Regions from separate parts of the Mus musculus genome. Here region 2 is linked to region 1. The links are chromatin contacts, called in public HiChIP or PLAC-seq maps. All regions are on one chromosome and are shown on one strand. Each heading gives the region's core, a stretch centred on a gene start, on an enhancer-like site or on the middle of the called end of the contact. The rest is flanking DNA. Distances are from core to core; before and after follow the strand shown.

The links. HiChIP or PLAC-seq counts read pairs in DNA pulled down with a chosen protein or histone mark.
Region 2: a contact with region 1 is called in an H3K4me3 HiChIP or PLAC-seq map of the SCID.adh cell line, with 31 read pairs. The contact joins the promoter of Cenpf here to the enhancer-like site in region 1. A contact is called at or near these places in 1 of 39 promoter capture datasets (embryonic stem cells), 1 of 15 datasets of contacts at CTCF or cohesin (CD8 T cells), 75 of 484 Hi-C or Micro-C datasets (the C2C12 cell line, the G1E-ER4 cell line, the HL-1 cell line and 26 more), 10 of 115 datasets of contacts at active chromatin or transcription factors (the SCID.adh cell line, effector CD8 T cells, embryonic stem cells and 2 more) and 3 of 9 other capture datasets (adipose tissue, embryonic stem cells and liver).

Annotation. Positions count from the first base shown.
Region 1 is chr1:189,647,577-189,650,319 of GRCm38.p6, forward strand. Cenpf (centromere protein F) reads right to left here. Exons shown (of 18, transcript NM_001081363.2): 16 at 1,035-1,511. Among named protein-coding and RNA genes, the nearest start is that of Gm30088, 29 kb to the left of the region's middle. Within about 2 kb of position 1,430, at least 2 of the 459 cell types and tissues checked have an H3K27ac peak or open chromatin away from gene starts, as enhancers often do. A contact at or near this core is called in the SCID.adh cell line, where this site is marked.
Region 2 is chr1:189,686,591-189,689,364 of GRCm38.p6, forward strand. It overlaps Cenpf (centromere protein F), which reads right to left and starts at 1,496. Exons shown (of 18, transcript NM_001081363.2): 1 at 1,386-1,496.

The DNA.
Region 1 (2,743 bases), core at 180-2,679:
ATGCCTTTAATCCAGCACATGCCTTTAATCCAGCACTCAGGAGGTAAAGGCAGGTTCATCTCTGAGTGAGGTCAGCCTCCAAGTGAGTCCAGGACAGGCAGGGCTCTTACACAGAAAAACTCTCTTAAAAACCCAAAACAAATCAAAACAAAACAAAAATAAAACAAAAAAGTGACAACACAGGGTAGGTACTCTACAACTGCACTCAGCTAACCACAGGCTCACAAATAAGTAATCTACTAGAGAGTGCTAGCTAGCTACATACGTGGGAACCACAGTTACTCAGAACACCATGCTTCACATCAGCTTTGATTTCAGGATTAGGGCAGAAGACCCAAACTGCTGTAGGTTTTATAAACAAACAAACAAATAAACAAAACTATATGACTGAAGCTGGGTATGGTCTATGTCTGTAATCCTAGCACAAAAAAGCGAAGACAGAAATACTTCAAGATCAAGACTAGCCTGGGCTACACAGCAAGATTCTGTCTCAAAATATCAGAAAGAATTAAAAAAGCAAAAGACAGAGTTAATAGAACAAAAAAGTCTACTTGTGATTTTAGACACTGCAACAATATCAAGTAGTTTTCAAAGTTCTAAACTATTACTTCGGGAGGGGGTGGGGGGAAGGGGCATTGTCAACCAGTCCACTTGTCCCAAGAAAGGAAAAGCTGACTGAAAACAGAATTTCTAAACAGACATTTAGCACTCATTTCCAAGTCTACCAGCTTTTTGTACTGTTAGCCAATCTCAGTGATTTATAATGTCACCAATTTAAAAATGAACTAGTTTCTCTAGGCAGTGGGCTACTGTGCAATATTTTAAAACCTAAAAAGTAAAGATTTCTATCTTTCCTTGTGCCAATTTTATGTGAAATCTCAAAACTTCGTATATTTTCACAAGGACTTGAACAAAGGGCCATATGCAAGCTCTAAGCTCATGGTCTTCCGATGAGATGCAGCCTCACCCTATAGTTCTGTATATAATAATTCTGTATATAATTCTGTATACTCTCTTTTAATAATTCTGTATACCTTTTTTAACGACTTCTGGGAGGCCTTCTGGCTCAAACTCGGTTTCCTGCTCGTGCTCAGCAGGGCGAGTGCTCTTACTGTCCGACTTCCTGCTTTTCTTAGAAAATGTCTCTGCTGTAGAAGGTGCTGCCCGTTTACCATGCTCCCAAATCCCACTGGACCTTTGCCTCTTGCCTGAAGCTTTATTTTGGCCAGATGCTGACTTCATCTCACTAACAGAAGTATTTGGAGACGGTCCTGGAATGGAAGAATTAAGCAAAGGAGAACTCTGGAGATCCTGTCTGGACTGCCGTGACTTCAGCCGAGCAACTTCTATTTCTAATATCTCCTTGGCTTTCTCGAGCTCCTCGTGGCTTATCAGCAGGGAACAGTACTTATCCAAGTACTTATCTGCTTCCTTGACTTTTTCTTCCAGAGTCTCTTTCAGCGCTTTGTTCTCAGTCATTACTTCATCTACGTTACTGTCTACAAGAGAACCTGTGAAAACAAAGTGATCCCGTCACACAACTTGCCGCTACTCCATTAATAATGAACACTTCCCAGCAGGTAATCTTTTTTTAAGATTTATTTTTATTTCATATATGTGAGTACACTGTTGCTGTCTTCAGACACACCAGAAGGAGGCACTGAATCTCACTACAGATAGTTATAAGGCACCATGTGGTTGCTGGGAATTGAACTCAGGACCTCTAGAAGAGCAGTCAGTGCTCTTAACCGCTGAGCCGTGTCTCCAGACCCAGCAGGTGATCTCTAAGCCTGGTCTTTGGACCTGTGCAGACGTTAAGGAGCACATCCTGCTGTGTCTGAAGACTATGAAGCAGTCTAACACACGTAACAGTGCAACTAGAACCCAACTAAACTTAAATCCCCTTAGAGAAGCAGTTACAAGAGCCAAGCAAACTAACTTTCTATAGCCCTCTTTTCCCAACCCATTCTTTCCACCAGAAATGAATAAGCAATCTAACTCAGTAATGATCACAAAGTCTATGCTGCATGGTTTTGGTGACAGGTGCCAGCCTATGAAAATGTAAGTCGCTAAAGGCCGTGAAAGCATTTTGAGTGAATACAGGGGCAAGTAGGTACAAATGTAGAACCACATCAAGGCAGGGGCCTCAGTAAGCTTCTGGTGCTAGGGATGGCAAGCGATTTATGAGGAAAACTCCCAGTTTTCAAACCTACTCCAATCACTCTACTTGGTAGAAAAGACCACTGCACTGCACTGCACTGCACTGCCACACTCTAGAAGCCTCCCACACATACTAGTCACTGGGTATCCATGGAGAAAGCAGAGTGTGAGTGGATAAAAGCAGCATGGTTAATTACCAATGAGAGAAGAGAAGAAGAAAAGGAGAGGGGGAGGGGGGGCAGGGGGAGGGGCAGGGGGAGGGGCAGGGGCAGGGGCAGGGGCAGGGGCAGGGGCAGGGGCAGGGGCAGGGGCAGGGGCAGGGGCAGGGGCAGAGCAGAGAAGAGAAGAGAAGAGAAGAGAAGAGAAGAGAAGAGAAGAGAAGAGAAGAGAAGAGAAGAGAAGAGAAGAGAAATGTCGGGCAGTAGTGGTGCACACCTTTAATCCCGGCACTTGGGAGGCAGAGACAGGATTTCTGAGTTCGAGGCCAGCCTGGTCTACAGAGTGAATTCCAGGACAGCCAGGGCTACACAGAGAAAACAAACAAACAAACAAAACAAAACCACTACCAAAATGGCAAACTCTT
Region 2 (2,774 bases), core at 246-2,745, 39 kb after region 1:
CAGCCACCGAAATCAATACATCAACGTGCCACAGCCATATCCACCTTTCACCCCAGCACTTGGGAGACAGAGGCCAGTGGATCTCTGAGTTTGAAGCCAGCCTGGTCTACAGAGTGAGTTCCAGGCCAGACAGGGCTACACAGCCAACAAGTCAAAAAACAAAACAAAATAAAAGCAACAAAACATCTAGAGAGGCAATATAAGCAAGGGAATCCAGCAGGTTTATTTTCTAATTCAAAACCTACAAACAGCTATATTCATGTTTGTAGTCACACACTTTGTTGAGAGCAAGAAGATATTTACAAATGTAGTTAAGATAACTAAAGTTATATTTTATTATGCTGAGGATTAGTATACAGTATTTACACTTTAAATTTCTAATTACAGTCTTAACCCTATCTTCCCAGGGCTGCTCACCTGGGTGACATATTTTAGCTTGTCAGGTTCAGTTTTTTTTTTCCTTTTTATTATTATTATTTATTCATTCTACATCCTAATGGTAGCCTCCCCTTCTGCCTGTGATCCCAGTCCCATCCTCACAAACACCTTCCCTTCTCAGAGAGGGGAGGAGACCCCCTTGGATACCACCTGATCCTGGGACATCAAATTGAAGCAAGACTACACACAACCTTTCCCATTAAGGCCTTACAAGCCAACAGAAGTTTTTGATTTGAGGCTCCTGAGGGCAGATTATGGTGGTGTCTTCTCATATGTGCAGCGCAGAGCATTGTCTTAGTCTCCAATTATATACTGTTCACTGGGGATCATGGGGTTTTAGGATTGTTATTTGGAGTGAGTGATGTCAGAGTTTTGGTTATTAGTCTTGGGTGTTTAAAAGGCATTTTTTTTTACTATGTTCATTACACACTTATATACATTTTCTACCTCTCCTACACTTATATATAAATACATCACACCGATCGCCTAATTGCCATTAGGTGTTGACTGGGTACGGAACAACCTGTCAGCCACCTAAATCGGGTCACTAGAGCAAAAGTTGTAAAATCCGTAAATGTAAAAAATTAAGATTAAAGAGGCAGGGTCTGAGAAGAAGACTTTGAAAGATGAAGCAAAATCTCTGTGGTGACGGTGTAAAAGAACTTCCACCGAAAGTATGTCTTTAAAATGCGGAGGGCTCCGTTCATGGGCCCACCGCCCGCCTCAGGCCCTAAAGAGGGTCTGGCAGGTTTCTGCTGTTGTCCTCCGTCAGGATCCCCTGCCTCTCTGCCAGTGCTAGCTAGTTCTGGCTGCTGAGCACACAGCACAGCCTGGCACCCTGGCGACCCTAAGCCGCCAAGTGAGAAAGAAGCTTCTAGAAACCATGCGGGCCTCCGATGGGGGGCCGCGGGCGGAGGACGGGGGCCCCGAGGGGGGACGCTGCTCACCTGAGCTCCTCACAGAACCTGGCTCCGGGCTCTGCGAGCCCCGAGTTCCTCACCGCCGAGCTCCTCACACAGCGCACCGTTCCTCCCCGACCAGCACGAGCGATTCAAACTGCCCGCCGCCGCCGCCCCTCTTCCCTCCCGCTCACTTCCGGTCCCGCCCAGCTAGCCTCCACGCCCATTGGCCATGGCGAGAGGCTTTCGACCAGTCCTCACCCGGCTTCTCGGTGAGCCGCCTCTGATTGGCCCTTTTGGACGACTGTTTAAAAACAAGCAGAGCCGGCGGCGGAGCCTGCGCAGACGTCGGATGCACTGGCGTTGCCTAGAGACGGGCTCCGCACGCTGGGAGGAGCGGACTGCGGGTCTGAATGAGGGTTAAACCCTGAGCGGCTGGGCGGGCTTGAGGAGCAGGGTAAGGTGAGGTCTGTGCTGCGGGGAGGCCGCTCGCTCTAACCGTAGGACAAGCGTAAGGTGTTAGCTCTGAGGGGATTATTATTATAAAAGTTAGCTGCGAAGTTGATTATTACTTTAAAAGTTGGCGCGCACCTGCCATAGCAGCCCTGCGGAGGGCGTTTGGAGGACAGCCTGGCTATAGACAAGAGTCCTTGTCTCGAAAAGAAAAGAAGAGGGGAGGGGAGGCGGGGGGTGGGGGGGCGGATAACAGAGGCACAGTATAACAAATAATCTGAACTTGAATCTAGACATGCATGCAAAACTCAACTGCTGACCTCTCTGTCATCTCCATATTTTCAAAATCTGGATATGCGATTCGCATGGGTTGTGGTGGCTCACGCCGACAGGATTTACTGAATATGAGATCCGAGGGGAACACTTCATCAGATTCAAATATTCACAAGGCTCTTCTAAACTGAGTATACTGCTTCCACTTTCCTAATAGCACCTAAATGCCTAAATATTTTTCTTTAAAAGTAAATATCCATAGGAGGTATGGGATGTGATGCAAACGGAGGGTGGATAGGGGCGGGGGTATGGAATATGGAGTGTGGAAAATAAATTTAAAATAAAATAATTTTAAAAAAAGAAGTAAATATCCTTGGAATTGTAGAGGTGGCTCAGCAGTTGCTGCTCTTGCAGAAGACCTGGGTACAGTTCCTAACATCCACATAGTAGGTCACAACTATCTATAAATCCAGCTCAGGGAATCTGATTCCCTTTTCTGGGCCCACAGGCAACAGGTATGTAACGACATACGTGCTGGCAAAACATGCATGCACATAAAATTAAAACATAAAAATGCTCTCAGTTCCTCTTTCCTCTCCAGTGATCCCTCTCATTGTCTCTCTGCTCACATCCCATTTCTTTTTAGGGTCACTTAGTGCCCAGGGCTTATCCCAGCACCCAGTTTCCCCAGGAAGGCAGCTAAGAGTTACA